2 separate regions of the Mus musculus genome follow, and region 1 is linked to region 2. Evidence: chromatin contacts called from public HiChIP or PLAC-seq data. All regions are on one chromosome and are shown on one strand. The core of a region is the stretch at or near the end of the contact, and the rest is flanking DNA. Distances in the headings are between cores, read along the strand shown.

Region 1 (4,267 bases), core at 809-3,308, 260 kb after region 2:
CCACCTGCCTTTGAGGAGTCAGTTGGGGCAGAGGGTGGCCTTGCAACTGGGTTGATCCAGACATGGCCCCCACAGCCATGGGAGGATCTTCTTTACCCTCAGTTCTTCTGTGGTAGGAACTCAGCAGAGACAGTGGAGACATCAGAGGTTTCCTCCACTGGTAGCCCAGTCAGCCAGCCCGGAAGGTGGGAGAAGCAGTTTGAGGAACTCAGTAGAGAAGGAGCGGGAGCACTGTGATTGTTCACTGGCAGCCTGGCTGGGTGACATCTACCTGTCCCTGGTTCCTTGTACTGGATTAGCCAGAGGTCCCCGGCTAGCATCCTCCTCGGTCCTCTCTTCTCACCCCGTATCTCCTCCTCCCTCCCTTCCTCAGCCTGAGATTCTTCAAACACGGAGCTTCCTCTTGCTCCCTTCTGTTTTCTCCCCACTCTTGCCTTTTGACTTCAGAACCTTGGAACACATCTCTGGTCTTCTCTTCCTACGTTTGGCCAGATCTCTGGCTGAGCGCTAGGCAGTCATCATGGAGGGCTGGTGTCTCCGCTCACTGTTGGAGCTCTTTCTAGGAACACACGACCTACACTTCCTCACCTGAGCCCCACTTTCCTTGTAGAGTAAGGGGACCCTTATGTAAGGACTTATCTACAAAAGTCACATAAAAGGTGACCGTGTATCTGAAATACCAGACATGTGAGTAAATGATGGAGCGATGGTATATTCCAAAACAGAAGAGAACTGCTAAAGAATAGAAAAGTAGAACATGTGCTTAAAAGTAGTGTGGCTCAGTAGTAGGGCACTTGCCCAGTATGACGCCTGAGGTTTAATCCTCAGTATGGCAAAAAGAAAAATGACAAAATTTAAAACAAAAGGAACATCTGTAGAGATAAGGTAAAGTAATTCCAGGTAATGTTAGACAGAAAGCAAAGGTGCTTTTTAAAAGTTTATACTTTTTTGTTGTTTGTTTATTTTTTTTGAGATTATAATTACATCATTTCCCCCTTTCCTTTACTCCCTTCCAACCATCTCTCAGATCTTCTTTATCCTGCCATCTGTGTTGGCTCAGTTATGTACTGTTCGATTGTTAGCAGACAGGCGCCTTGTCCTGCAGTGGCGTGGATATATGACGTAGTTTAGAAGTTGTCTTAAATTCTTAAAAACACTAAGTGGTCTGTAGTTTGTCGTTGGATATCGTTAATATGAAAATTCTAATTACTGAGTTTCTCTGAACCAGAGCCATAAAAGAGAGCGAGAAAGAGAACACGTTCCCTTCCACGTTTCCCCGGGCGCCCGCAGGACTCTGTCTCCATCTAATCTCAAAGCGAGGTCACCGGCTCCAGCCCGCCTTTGGTGAGTGTGGCGGAGGTGCATGGGAAGGCCCACCATGGAGAATTAGCTTCTGTCCTCACTGCTTGCCTTTGACTTTGGGGACCGCAAGCTGTCTTTTAGCAAAAGGAGAAAGGATCGTTGAGCTGAGTCTCACTAGCCACTCCTTTTCCACATTTATCACAAACAGAAAATCCTCCTATCAGAACGTCTGCTTGGTTTTACATGTGTGGGTGTTCTGGGGTCTGGTAAGATGATCCTGACCTACTCATTGTCTTTGTCTTCTTTGGCCCAGGCTCCCATCCAAGTCCATGCCTCATCTGCCTGGTACTCCCCGGCCTGCATCCTCCTTGCCTCCCGGCTCAGTCAGAGCTGCTTCCGCTCAGGCCCCCTCCTCCTCTCCTGGCAACATCCGGCCTGTCAAGAGAGAAGTGAAAGTGGAGCCTGAGAAGAAAGACCCTTTACCCGCAGTAAAGAGCAGGGTGCCATTAGTGAAGGTAGAGGAGGTCACAGTCGAAGAGGGGACACCCGTGAAGCCACCTGAGCCTGGTAAGAATGGACCAGCTGGTGCTGGGATGTGGGCCGGTGTTCTCTGTGCTCGCCCTGTTCATGAATGGTTTTATTTAACTCCTTTTTCACTCCTGGGTATTGGAAATTCATATTCTCACTCTTTCTTTTCTCCTCCCCTTTCCCCTCTCTCCTCTCTCCTCTCTCTCCTCTTTCTCTCTCTCCCTCCCTCCGCCCCTCCTTCTCTCTTCTCTTTCTCTCTTCCCTCACCACTCTGTACTGTGAGTGCACTGCACTGTGTGGCCAAGGGTGACCTTGAACTTCTTATCCCTTTTGTTTCCTCCTCCCCAGTTGCTCGGATCCCAGGTCATCAGGCCTGGTTTGATGGCGCCTTGACATTAGACTACTTGGGCTCTGAGCATGCCAGGCAAGCACTCCAAGCTGCTTCCCCAGCCTAACCTGTATTTTTGAGAAGATTTTCAAAGGATTTCTAAAAATATTAAACTGATACCTCCAGAATTTTTCAAACTACAAATCCCTGGCCTTACCTCAGATCTACTGGATCAGACTCTGTGCTCAGGGATGAAAGCACTTTCACACTGGATTTGAGGACCACTGGTTTAGCGTAGTGTTACACAGAGATCGGAAGACCTAGCAGTTGTCTTCTGTGAGATCAGTCAGTGTTGTTTGGAGTCACCGAGAACTAGGAATTCAATATTTTCTTGCTGAAAATTATTTTCAATTTGAGGTCTGAGGGTGGGAACCAAGGGCGAGTTACAGTATTGGGATGGAGGAAGAGCCCAGTGTCGGCTTCACTCCAGAGGGAGAGAAGGACCCAAACCAGCAAAATGCTAGGAAAGACTGGGCTAAGCCTGTCGTTCTTGCTGGTAATCCTAGCTATGATGGAGGCTGCAGCACACAGATCTCAAGTTCAAGGCTCGAGATGAGCAACTTGGTGAGACTGCTCTGTGTTAGGGCACTTGCTCAGCATGCATGAGGTTTTAGGTTCAATCCCAAAGGAAAAGGAGAGAGGCAGAGAAAGCTGTGGACTGAGTCAGACTGTAATCTTGAAAAGGAGGGTCTGGGAATGACGTCTCCAGTGCCACCCGTCATGCACAGTCACGACGAGACCTCTCAAGGACCATTTTCAGTCGTCCTAAATCTCTAAACACAGTTGAAGAATGTTTTCCCAAAGCAATCTTAGGGACAGATGTGTGGCAGCTAGCGTGCCTGTCCCTGACAAGGCTATTGCTTCCTTGTGTCTAGGGTCTCAAGACAGCTCTGGGTAGAATCTTTTGAGACACAGTCTCACCGTGTATCTCAGGCTGTCTCCCAAGTGCTGAGATTACAAGTGTGTGCCACCGCACCTGTGAGAAGAGAGGACACTTAGCACAGTTATAATGGCGCACACCTGTGATCCCAAGTCAGGCAGTTGGAGCAGGAAGATCATGGACTGGCTCTGAACAAGCCCTAACTACACAAAAATCCTGTGTCCAAAAAGGGAAGGTGGGGCTATTTTAAACCTTAACCAAAATAAATAAAAAGAGCCTCTCCGTTGAATGCCACCTGCCCAGCCAGAGTCCTGGGTGTGACCTGGGTGCTAACGATGCCCATTAAAAAAGGCTTTGATGCTGTACTAAGTCACTAAAGCACAGAGATGCTTATAATAAAAAGCAAATGGAGAACCTCGCCTTCATTCTGCTCGGAATAGGGCTTCCCACAGACCCTGCCACAAGCCCTTGATGCACACTTGGTAGATGCTGCCGATTTAACTGCTGTGAAAATAAGACTTGGTGACAGAGTGTGAGCTGTGGTGGACGTCTCAGTTACTCATGCAGTTTTGTTATTGGTTGCTTGGCTACAGATAGACAGAATATGGTGAAACCGTGAGAACACACACTGGTGCGTGTTCCCTTCTCTTTAAGAGTGATGAATCCCAGGCCTGGGGCGTGGGGAATGCCAGTTTCTGTTTTGTTCCTTGGGTTTTTGTCCCACTTGCTTTTCTCCTTGAACCTATTTGTACAGCTGCTCCAGCCTCGGCCCCCATTGCAACCCCAGCCCCTGCTCCAGCTACGGACCCGGCCCCAGTCCCTGCACCATCATCCACTGTGACTGTCGGTGTAGTTCCTAAGACTTCTGCAGGCACCACCGACCCAGAGGAGGCTACGAGGTTGCTGGCTGAGAAGAGGCGTCTAGCCAGAGAGCAGAGGGAGAAGGAGGAACGGGAGAGGAAGGAAAAGGAAGAGCTGGAGAGGTAAAGGCTGTCAGCGCCCTAAGCCAGAGAAGGCACTGGGCTCGGGTTCCTCCTGCTCCCCTTCAGTGTGAAGTGTGAAGGTGACAGTCCTTTGCCATCCTTGGTCTATTGATGTTGGGTATGGAACCTAGGACTTATCCCTGCCAGGCAAACACTCTATCGACCAAGCTACATCCCCAGACTATT
Region 2 (3,903 bases), core at 904-3,403:
TAGAAGGCAAAAGAAACTATTTTTTTTTTTTTCTGTAAAATCCAAACTACTATAATATCATTTTCCTCCATTAATAGGGTATGTAAAAGCCAGTGTGGTGTCTGAGATCACCCATTTCCTCCGGGAAACCGGCTTTGAGCTTCATGAGGACTTTTGAGAATCATCTCAGTCTTCCAGTTTCCAAATCAAAGTCAGCCTTGGGGTAGGGCCTTAGAAGCCAGAGCATGGCTTAACAGCTCTGTCAAGGCCTCCAGCCAAAACTCCATGCAAAAATCTTAACACCATCTTGCCTTTATCTGAGCACTACAGCACTCGCGTGGCCTGGATGGCCTGCAGCTTCATTAAGCAAACATATTTAACTTCCTGCCAGACGACCATTGTTCTGCATGTGAGAGCCATAGCCCAGCTCAGCCCTAGGACATCCACTCCTACTCTAGCTCTGCTCCCCCCCCCCCCCCCCCCATCCCCAGCCCTTTGGGAAACCTCTCTCAGTTTTCTTTCAAGTTGGCTTTGTCTTCCTGCAGGCTAATCTATACCTGTGCTTCTCTAGTTCTGCTCCGTCCGCCCTTGGTGAAAGAGTCAGGCAGCTTCATTCATTCTTGGTCTTCGTTTGTCTTGGACTCAAACTCCTTTTGTGTTTAAATTGAGCTCTTTGGTTGATTGGAATTGATTTTTTTTTCTTTTGAAGTGTGATAGATTATGAGCTGAATTTCATTTTTCTACCTGTGGACGTCTGCTTTCTGCAGCACCATTTATTAAGCTGTAGGCTTTTCTTCAGTGTGTTTTTGACATCTTTGACAAGTATCAGATGGCAGTGATTACCGTGGAGGACAGAGGATGCCCTCAGGGAATTCTCTACCAGAGAGAGAGAGAGAGAGAGAGAGGGGGGGGGGGGGAGGCTCCAGGAATTAGCCTATGTCCATTTTATTTCTAAGTGCTGAGATGGTATACCATCTTACCTGGCTTTTTTGTTTGTTTGTTTTTTATAGGCTCTGGGGCATGAACTATAGTCAGCATAACCCAGATTTCTTTTTCTTTTTCTTTCTTTTTTTTTTTTTTTCTTTGAGACAGGGTTTCTCTGTGTAGCCCTGGCTGTCCTGGAACTCACTCTGTAGACCAGGCTGGCCTCAAACTCAGAAATCTGTAGACCAGGCTGGCCTCAAACTCAGAAATCCACTGCCTCTGCCTCCCAAGTGCTGGGATTAAAGGCATGCACTACCACTGCTCAGCTACAACCCAGATTTCTTATTCAGACTGTTTCTAGTCAGGTCGTTCAGTTGCAAAGGGTGGAAATAATACAGAGCAATTTCTGTAGCCTCAGTTTCCTGAGCTCTGTGCTACTGAGAAAAGCTGTCCTTGTGCAGGGGCCGCTGGCAGCTTAACTTTGTTTCTAGTTTGCAGTAAGTGTGACTTCGACAGAAAGGAGAGCTGCAGGGGACAAAAGCAGCCATTTAAACAGTGCATCAGGGAAGAGGAAGAGAAACCACAAAGAGCTGGTCCCCCCTCCCTGGCTCTCTCCCTGGCTCTGCTTAGACATGGACCAGCCTTGGACACCAAGGAGAGTGCAGCTGAACCCGCTTCAGTTGCATTTGCTCCTGGGTTAGAAGTGGCGATGCCAATGCAGCAGTGAATTCTCAAAAACAGATCATAGGAGAAAGACTTTTAAAGATGTAGGCTCCTCAAAACCCAATTTTAAAAACCTGTAAAAATTCTTTAAGATCAATGGCTGAGTTATTTAAAAGGATAATTAGAATCTAATCATGTCATGTATTTGCGTAAAATTTTATAATTATTTATATTTGTATTGTATAGTGTTTTCATACGGTATACCTGATCACTGTTTCCACCTCCCCAGTCCTTCTGTCTCCTCCCTACCTCCCCACTCACCCGCCTCCACACCCTTTCCTTCTCACTGTAGAAAACAGGCAAACAAAGCAAACAGAAACACATACACATAGAACAAGCATGCAAAAAACAAGCCCATAAAAGCACAAAATCAGAATCCACAATGTTCAAGCAAAAGTCCAATGAGAAAAAAAAGTCCAAAACCACCTCTATGAGACACAAAGTGTACACAAATAACATTGCGTCCATTTTGTGCTGTCTACTGCTGAGCACAGGGCCTGCCCTTCAGTGTGGTTATTATACCCAGGAGAAATAAGCTATGTTTAAGAAAAAAGTTTTTGCTTTGAGAAAGGGAAGTTGACTTTCTCTGGGATGGTAACGACATTTTCACAATTTTCTTTAAATAGCATGTGAACTTCAAGTATCTATTAGTACTTACGGACAAGACTCTTCTGCTGAGAGTTCTGACTTATTTCCTGCATTTAAAATGGTCAGGGATCACTCAGTGTGTGGAGCAGACGTCTGGACCCCACAGGCTCCCTGGCTGTGGAGCAGATGCACGCCTCAAAAAGAAGTCCCTCCTCATCTCCAACAGCATGATAACTGAGTCTCCCAAAACAGAAGGAGGCAGACAACAGATTGTAGGAAGAGGCATACATATTTAATAATGTGCAAGCACCCAGGATCACACAGAATGTAAAATCAAAGAAGGGCCCAGAGTTAAAACATAAATATTTTCTTCATGGGAGAAGGGAGTAGGGGCATGTTTAGTTTTAGAGGAGGAGTGGATGGGTTTTTTTCCATGTGTGTGTGTGTGTGTGTGTGTGTGTGTGTGTGTGTGTGTGTGTGTGTGTGTGTGTATGTATGTATGTATGTGTGTGTGTGTATGTGTGTGTGTGAGAGAGAGAGAGAGACAGAGAGAGAGAGACAGAGAGAGAGAGATAGAGACAGAGAGAGAGGGAGAGAGAGAGATGCTTGGGTGTATATGCATATCTTTACATTGTGAACATGTATATGGATGCTTGCACATAGGTTCAGTGTGCATATAGAAGCCCAGGGTTGATGTATACATTTTTTCATTGAGGTAGGATATCTCAGTGAAACCCAAAGCTTGTTAGCAACATTGGTCTTGCTACTTAGAAACAGCAATCACAGGTGGGCTGTGCTCACCCGGCACACATGTAGGTTTCTGGGGATCTGACCTGAGGTCCTCAAACTTAGATGGCAAGCCCTTTAACCTCCAAGCCTCTCCTCTGCCTGGGATGGTTATCAGTGTTTTGGTTTTCTGTGCAGGATATTCACCCCAGGGCATGATGTTGCGCCCAAGTACTCTGTCACTGAGCTGCATCCAGGGCATTGAATGACACATACGTTTAGGGGTGATAAATAGGCCTAAGAACAGACATTCACCTGGGCTCCGAATGTGCCATGTGGTTTCAATTCTAGACTTTCTTACTGCTCATTGATCTTCTAGAGGAGCTGGCTTTTTAAATAGATAAGGACATTGGGGGTGGGGTGGGGAGAGGTGGAGGTGGGAGTGCACTCCAGAGAGGGAGAGACAGACAGACAGACACAGGGACAGAAACAGAGACATAGAGAGACAGACACAGAAGTGCGCGTGCGCACACACATACATACACACACACACACACACACACACACTAAGGTCAGAGAGACCTTGGTTCTGAGACTACCTTTTAGTTCAGAGTGCCCAACATAGCATGTTACTCTGGGATATTGTTTCTCTGGGTCCCAACAACCATTTCTTTCATCACCAGCAATTCTATTAAGATAAAACCCGTAGCCCCTGTGCTTCTTGTCTTTCTCCTTCCCTTCATCTGAGGACACCTCCTACCCACATTGGATCTGCTTGTACAACAGAGTAGAATGAAGAAATAAACAAACACTGATGAGCAGCATAAGATGGTTAGATGCTAAAGGCTCTCATAGATGCCTGGGGTGTGGACCAGTTACCAAGAGCTGCCTCTGCAGCCCTGCACCAAAACCAAAACCAAAACTGAAACCCAGAAACCCACTTGTAATCCAGGCAGCGCTGTG

Evidence for each region. HiChIP or PLAC-seq counts read pairs in DNA pulled down with a chosen protein or histone mark.
Region 1: a contact with region 2 is called in an H3K27ac HiChIP or PLAC-seq map of microglia, with 4 times the contacts expected there. The contact joins two enhancer-like sites. A contact is called at or near these places in 1 of 115 datasets of contacts at active chromatin or transcription factors (microglia) and 1 of 9 other capture datasets (liver).

What each region holds. Positions count from the first base shown.
Region 1 is chr10:20,265,508-20,269,774 of GRCm38.p6, forward strand. Map7 (microtubule-associated protein 7) reads left to right here. Exons shown (of 18, transcript NM_001358787.1): 9 at 1,229-1,344; 10 at 1,616-1,869; 11 at 3,853-4,081. Among named protein-coding and RNA genes, the nearest start is that of Gm48249, 19 kb to the right of the region's middle. Within about 2 kb of position 2,059, at least 48 of the 459 cell types and tissues checked have an H3K27ac peak or open chromatin away from gene starts, as enhancers often do. A contact at or near this core is called in microglia, where this site is marked.
Region 2 is chr10:20,001,783-20,005,685 of GRCm38.p6, forward strand. All of the region lies in intron 2 of Map3k5 (mitogen-activated protein kinase kinase kinase 5), which reads left to right. Among named protein-coding and RNA genes, the nearest start is that of Map3k5, 69 kb to the left of the region's middle. Within about 2 kb of position 2,154, at least 45 of the 459 cell types and tissues checked have an H3K27ac peak or open chromatin away from gene starts, as enhancers often do. A contact at or near this core is called in microglia, where this site is marked.